Linked DNA regions of Zea mays: region 2 is linked to region 1. The links are chromatin contacts, called in public Hi-C maps. All regions are on one chromosome and are shown on one strand. Each heading gives the region's core, a stretch centred on a gene start, on an enhancer-like site or on the middle of the called end of the contact. The rest is flanking DNA. Distances are from core to core; before and after follow the strand shown.

What was found. A called contact is a pair of places that touch in the nucleus more often than the background predicts.
Region 2: a Hi-C map of leaf shows a contact between it and region 1, with 8 times the contacts expected there. The contact joins the promoter of LOC103626853 here to the promoter of LOC103626849 in region 1. A contact is called at or near these places in 7 of 25 Hi-C or Micro-C datasets (bundle sheath, ear, endosperm and 2 more).

Annotation. Positions count from the first base shown.
Region 1 is chr5:124,081,456-124,084,727 of Zm-B73-REFERENCE-NAM-5.0, reverse strand. It overlaps LOC103626849 (copper-transporting ATPase HMA4), which reads left to right and starts at 1,312. Exons shown (of 9, transcript XM_008647210.4): 1 at 1,312-1,803; 2 at 2,501-2,760; 3 at 3,085-3,272. The coding sequence starts at 1,794.
Region 2 is chr5:124,402,645-124,405,745 of Zm-B73-REFERENCE-NAM-5.0, reverse strand. LOC103626853 (outer envelope protein 80, chloroplastic) reads right to left here and starts at 1,264. Exons shown (of 16, transcript XM_008647213.3): 1 at 582-1,264; 2 at 401-494; 3 at 214-296. The coding sequence starts at 1,073.

The sequences.
Region 1 (3,272 bases), core at 63-2,562:
CATGCAATTTATTGTCATGGAAACGACCTTCTGTTTGGCGGTGGGAGGACTAAGCTTGAACCCTAGTTGATTGTAAGTCAAATCGTTTGGTGGAGCTCTAGCTCTATAAATTCATCTTGATCTGGAGCCGGTCGTCAGGTCATGTATATATAGCTTTAGAAAATCCATCCTATCTAAACTGAACATGAACCCTGCATCTATCCTAAGTACATTTGTACTGGGCTGGGTCAATCTGTTCATGACGAAGGCCTACCCCAAATCCAAAATGACTACAAATATGAACATAGAGTCTTGCTGGTTAGCTATTTTTTGTTGAACTGTGTTGTGCGTCTTTACTCCTCAGATTTTGGATGCATAATAAGAACTAGAATCTGAACCATCATTTGTAGAGAACCAAGAAAATGCGTTGGCTTATGTTTCATCTAAAAAAATTGGTTCACAACTATAATTTTGCTCTATATTGTGTTGATTTACACGTCTTATGGATGGTTTTGAATTCTCGAGTGCAGTAGAGAAGGTGAGGTGCAAGTAACCAAGAAAGCATCTGCCAGCACCAATTCACGTGCCAACAAGGGGAAGAAAACTAAGGATGTTTCTGAATCTGATATGTGGACGGGATGTCTCCTTTAAAATATATAAACCTCCTCTGTCAAGACTTAATGCCCTCAAATTGTATCGATGACATAAATAAGTACTGTGCATTATTAACAATCATTATACTGATTACATAATACGTTTGTATAATATAAATCTATTTGAAGATTGATTAATTCGTTGAAAACACAGTTTTATGTTTTTCTTTGGACGGAGGGCCAAGCCGTCACACCAAGAACATCAACATGGTCCAAAAGTCCGATCTGAAAAGGAGTAACTAATTACAGTTATTAGAAGATGCACAACTGTCCAGCCGGATGGAGATGGAGTCAACCTCAACATACCCCTACCAGAAAACATACGATAAACGCTGTTAGACGTCGGGATCATCAAAGTCGCAGTCATAAACAATAATTTTTTCTCGTACAATAATACATAGTACACAGGCGCAAAGTGTTTTTTATTTGTCTTGTTTTGCCGGCCGAAACGATGCCGCCCACGAAATGGTTCGCGTTCAAAAAGTCAGCACTGGTTCTCGACAAGTTTTGAATCTCGGAACCCACTACGTTCGCTCATGACGTCCCAATTCGAATTTAGAATCCAACAATTGGTCTAATCATTCAAGTTCCGCATACAATGCGGAATGGAAAACTCTAGAAACGCGGCGAGGAGGGAAGCCAAGACAAAAATGAGGGGCGGAGAAAGCGAGCGCGCACTCAAGAACCCAAAATCAAACCAAACTCGTGCGGGATTTCAAAAGGCATCTGACAAAAACCCGTCGCGTTCCCATCCAAATTCACGCCGAATCCCCACGAAATTTATTATTATATATAACAAATGTAAACAAAGAAAGAAAGAAACAAACAAACCGCCGCACGCGCTAGGGCGAGGCGACCTCGCCGTCTCCACCCCGCCACCGCCTGCTTCACGCCGCGCTCCCTGCTCCGCGTCGCCTTTATTATAGTCTGATGCCACTACGCCCGCCAAGGCACCTGCCAATCCCTCCTCTTTCAACTCAAAATCCCCACACCCCGGGCAGGCGCCCCGCCGCGGGAACAGGGAGACTACTACAGCAGGCGGGGTCCGGGGGCCGAGAGCTTCTCGCCGCGGCCGCAGTCGTCCGGGACCGAGGTGGGGCGCCCTCCTGCGCCGGCTCGTGTGCTTCCGCCGCCTCGTCCACAGGCTTCTGGTTCAATTGAATGATCACAGGTTTGCGTTTGTTCCACCCGTCTTCTCTGGTCTGTTTTCCTTTCGTCGCCTCTCGCGGTCGTGGACTCGCAGCGCTGGCTGATTGATCCGCGGTCGATGCGTGCGCGGGTTTCTCGTTACCTTTGCTGCACAAGCTGAAAGCTGTCATTTCAGCTCCTGTATTCTCTATCGTTCTGAGAATTAAGGGGGTGTTTGGTTGCTCCTGCTAAAGTTTAGTCCGGATCACATCAAGCGTTTGACTTTTAAATAGGAGTATGAAATATACACCTAACCAACTAGACTAGATTCGTCTCGTCTTTTAATATTCGGCTGACAAATTAGTTTTATAATCCGACTACATTTAATACCCGGAACGGAGGTTCAAACATTCGATGGGACATGAGCTAAATTTTAGCGGAGTGTAACCAAACACCCCCTAAATGAGGGAACCCTCGCTGTCGTGGTGTCGTACGGCGTTGGCGAGTTATGTGCGTCAGCTGTGGTTCCATGTCTCCGCTAGTGTTGCTAGATGGTGTCATGATGACCCTAGATTTCGTCAGCGGGTGAAGTATGATTCCTGAATTAGCAATTTACCATGACAATGGTTGGGGTGTTGGCGTGCTGCATTGCAGATAGTGCTACTGAGCTACTACTAAGCGATTGTGTTCAGCTACTTCTGACATCTAACATGCAGTTGATCTTTGGCGTTTCAATTCAGCCACAGGCATGGAGCGGAATGGCGAGAGCCACCTCAAGGACCCGCTTCTGCCGACGACATCTGGCGCCTCTCCTGCTGGGGCGTCTCCAAGGAAGGAGAGGAAGACGAGGAAGGTCCTGTTCAGTGTCCGGGGCATCTCCTGCGCTTCTTGTGCCGTGTCGATTGAGACCGTTGTGGCCGGCTTGAACGGGGTGGAGAGCATCCAGGTCTCCTCACTTCAGGGCCAGGCCGTGGTTCAGTACAGGCCAGAGGAAACTGATGTAAGATTATCATGAGCCCATGGCCTTGCTATTTATGCTCCTTTTTTTCATTTTAGAATAGCATGGATCTTTTTTTTGTGTGGGCCAATTTTGTGATAACAAGATACTAAATCATGGGAAGCTCACTATAAATATCTGTATTTGTGCTTGCCATGCCAGGAAGATTGTTAGCAATTGGGGTTCACAACTGAATAAATAACTTTTACCTGCCTATTTTTGCTGCCGTCGTAATTTCCTTAGTTTATTAATATCATGAAGTAGTGACAGTTGAGGTATTATTTTCCATATTTCTTCTGTTGTGAACTTGTGATTCTTATTTCTCAGGCAAGAACCATAAAAGAAGCTATTGAGGACCTCAACTTTGAGGTTGATGAACTTCAAGAACAAGAAATTGCTGTGTGCAGACTACGCATAAAAGGAATGGCTTGTACAAGCTGTTCTGAATCTGTTGAACGGGCGCTTCAAATGGTACCTGGAGTTAAGAAAGCTGCAGTGGGTCTTGCTCTAGAGGA
Region 2 (3,101 bases), core at 15-2,514, 320 kb before region 1:
TATGTTCCTATTTTGTATGTCAATATCCGCGCGCACTAGGCATGTCTGTATTCTCATTGTTCCCTTCTTTCTGTCTTTATCACCTTAGTTTTCTGGTTCAGAGTACCAATTGTTTCAGTTTCATCTTGGTTTCTGTGTGGTGCACATATGAGGTATCCTAGGAGCTAGCACAAGCAACTATGTGACAGGGAAACACAAATTCAGATTACCTACCAACCCAGTTAGGCCACGCTCCTGATACCATCTGTTAACAGACTTGATCACTTGATCCAGATGCCTAATGTTAATAATTTTTCCTGCGCATTGTAACTCCAAAGATTCAATGGGTCGTGCCGACAACAGTGCACATAATCCGTTGACAAATAAAACATTATTTGTGAACGAGGGAGTACATGTTTACCATGGCGATCGCGAAATGCATCTTCCATGAACTTGGACGGTAGCATGTTGGCGCCCTCGCATACCAGCCCATGGAAGTCTTGGTTCGGCTCCACCTGAAACCAAAAGAAGAAACGAAATTGTGCATTCATTAGCTCCGGAAATAAAGAAAGGAAGAGGGGACAACAAGAGGATAGAAGGACCTCAAAGACGAGGCGAATGCCATCGCGGGTGTCGACAGCGACGGGCATACACGATCGGAAGAGTCCGCTCTCGACGATGCGGTGCACGTCCTCCTGCACCTCCCGCACGGTGAGCGCGGCGTTGGGGCGGCACGCGCGCAGCGCCGCGGCGGCCGCGGCCTCCAGCTCGGGCAGCTCCAGGGGCTCCCCGTCCTTTCCCCGCACCGCGACCTCGCTGATCAGCACCCGCTCCTCGGGCCCTCCGCCGTCCTTGCCGTGCCGCCGTGGCGGGGACGGAGCCGGGTCGGCCCGCGCAACAGGGACGCGTGGGAGGCAGGAGCCCAGGCGGCGGGCGGCGGCATCGATGGCGCGGCCGATGTGCGCGAACGGGAGCGCTGCGGAGAGGAGCGCGGGTGCCGGAGACGGGGACGGGGACGGGGCCAGCGCGGAGGTGGACTCGCACGGGAGCTTGACACCGGAGGAGACAAAACGGACATCGCAACTGCGGACCATGGCGGCGGCGCGGGAAGGCTAGGGTTCCGAAATGGAGGTCGACTAGGGTTTAGGGCTTTGCCGACGAGACCGAGTACGAGGACGAGGGCGCGAGGGTTTCCTCCGCCATGGGCGCCGGAGGAGGATGCGGAGCAGATGGTGGCTGACTGGTTGTGGGAGCGTATCGAGAGTGTAGGTGTACATTCCGATCCGAGGCAGAAAAAAAAAACACGGCCCGGTACAAAAATATGTAATATCGGACTAGATTTGGGCTAAAATCGTAGGCCATGGATACGTACGAACACGTACTGTTTAAGGCAGACACGAAATAGTCCATATAGAGTCACGAAAATATCCATATATTTATTAAAATCATACTTCATTCTAATTTTCATGTACTTGATAAAAAAACGAAGCTATAGATGATGTTATTTACATGTTTTTAGCTTTGCATTATAGTATGTGATATAATTTTACTTTTGTTATGAACATTAGATAACGAATAAACTTACGAACTTTGTATAGAGCTGATTATACTCTTTTTTTCTTCTAACAAAATATTTTTAAACGAGGTTGTCATTGCATAGCTCTAGTAATTTAATACAAATATTAAGTTTGCTTTTGGTCAAATTTATTTGTCTTAACTTTTTTTTTATTAAATTTGTTTTGAATTTTGGGCTCAGGTGTAAATTTCGGGCTCTCATGTAAATTTGGGCCAAAATTTGAATTTCGGGCTTTTTATAATTTCGAGCCGCTCAAAATGAGTCCGGCACGTTTAAACAATTACGTGTCCGTCCGTGAGCCGACCCGACACGGCCCAAAATTCAAACGAGCTAGACCAACCCGAAATTTAAATGGACCGCGCCATTTCGGGCTTGGGTCGGGCCAGCCGAATATACACCTATAGTGGGAGGCCAAAATGAGTCGTTCGATCTTCCTATGCGGTTACCGAGAAATTCGCCATTATAATATTCCGAAGCTGATTCTTCGCTAGATTGGTATCCAGGTCAGCACGCTCGTCAGATTGGTAGTATGAACACCACTTTCTCTTCCTTTCTCTAGATTCCCATTTTACCCCTTCGCTAGGGTTCTGAAATGAATGTTCTATTTTCATTTTGCTCTTCTCATCCTTGTTCATCCGCTCGCATCCAAGTTCTAACTTTTCGTTCTCAGCCCATAGTTCTTAGGCTATCGCGAGCAACTTACATATACCCATACCTATATTCAAACTTCACTCTGCGAATAGTACAATCTTGTCGGGGACCATAATTAGGGGTATCATCAAGGCCAGTGGCGGACCCAGAAATTGGCTAAGACCCGGGCCGACCGAAACGATCATAAACTTTAATAATAACATATAAAGAAAAATTGTACGTCGAAACAATGTTGTCATAGATGTTAAAGATGACATACAAGTTATGATGTAGCTCTTTCCAAATGTATCATGTCAACATCAACATCAGTGCTTCTTACTCCAGAACCTTAAAGGAAATCATATTAAGAACGCGACTTGAAGGAAATCATACGATGGTTAAGCCATTCATCTCCTGTCTTATTACGCAACCCAATTTTAATGATATTCATAGATGAGAAAGCTCTCTCCACAGAGTCTCAATCTCAAACTTAATTTCTAGCCATGTGATCTTGTTTATTTGGTCGCAACTTTTTGATCTTTTATTTGGTGATTATGGTATTAGATGGTTGTATGGAATATCTTGTTTCGTACTCTCTTTGGTCTTTTTTATTTGACGTTTGCCGGGTCAAATAAAAGAAAATGGAGGTAGTAGTTTCTAAGCCCTGTGGCTTGTAATTTTTTTGCCTCTTCGGTTTAGAACTATTTGCTAGTTTGAGAATTTTTTGCTTATCCTAACTCGATGATTTGGTCTCTAGTCTCTCTCTCTATCCATCTCTCTAGACTAGTAGGAGCCTAGCATGTGCTGTCCGAGGCCTTGCTACTAGCCTAGTTTGTGAATCTACAGGACACATATAGGTGGTCGTAGCATGCTCTTGCTTGCATGTGTGTTATCTTGTGCTTGCGAAACTTACACT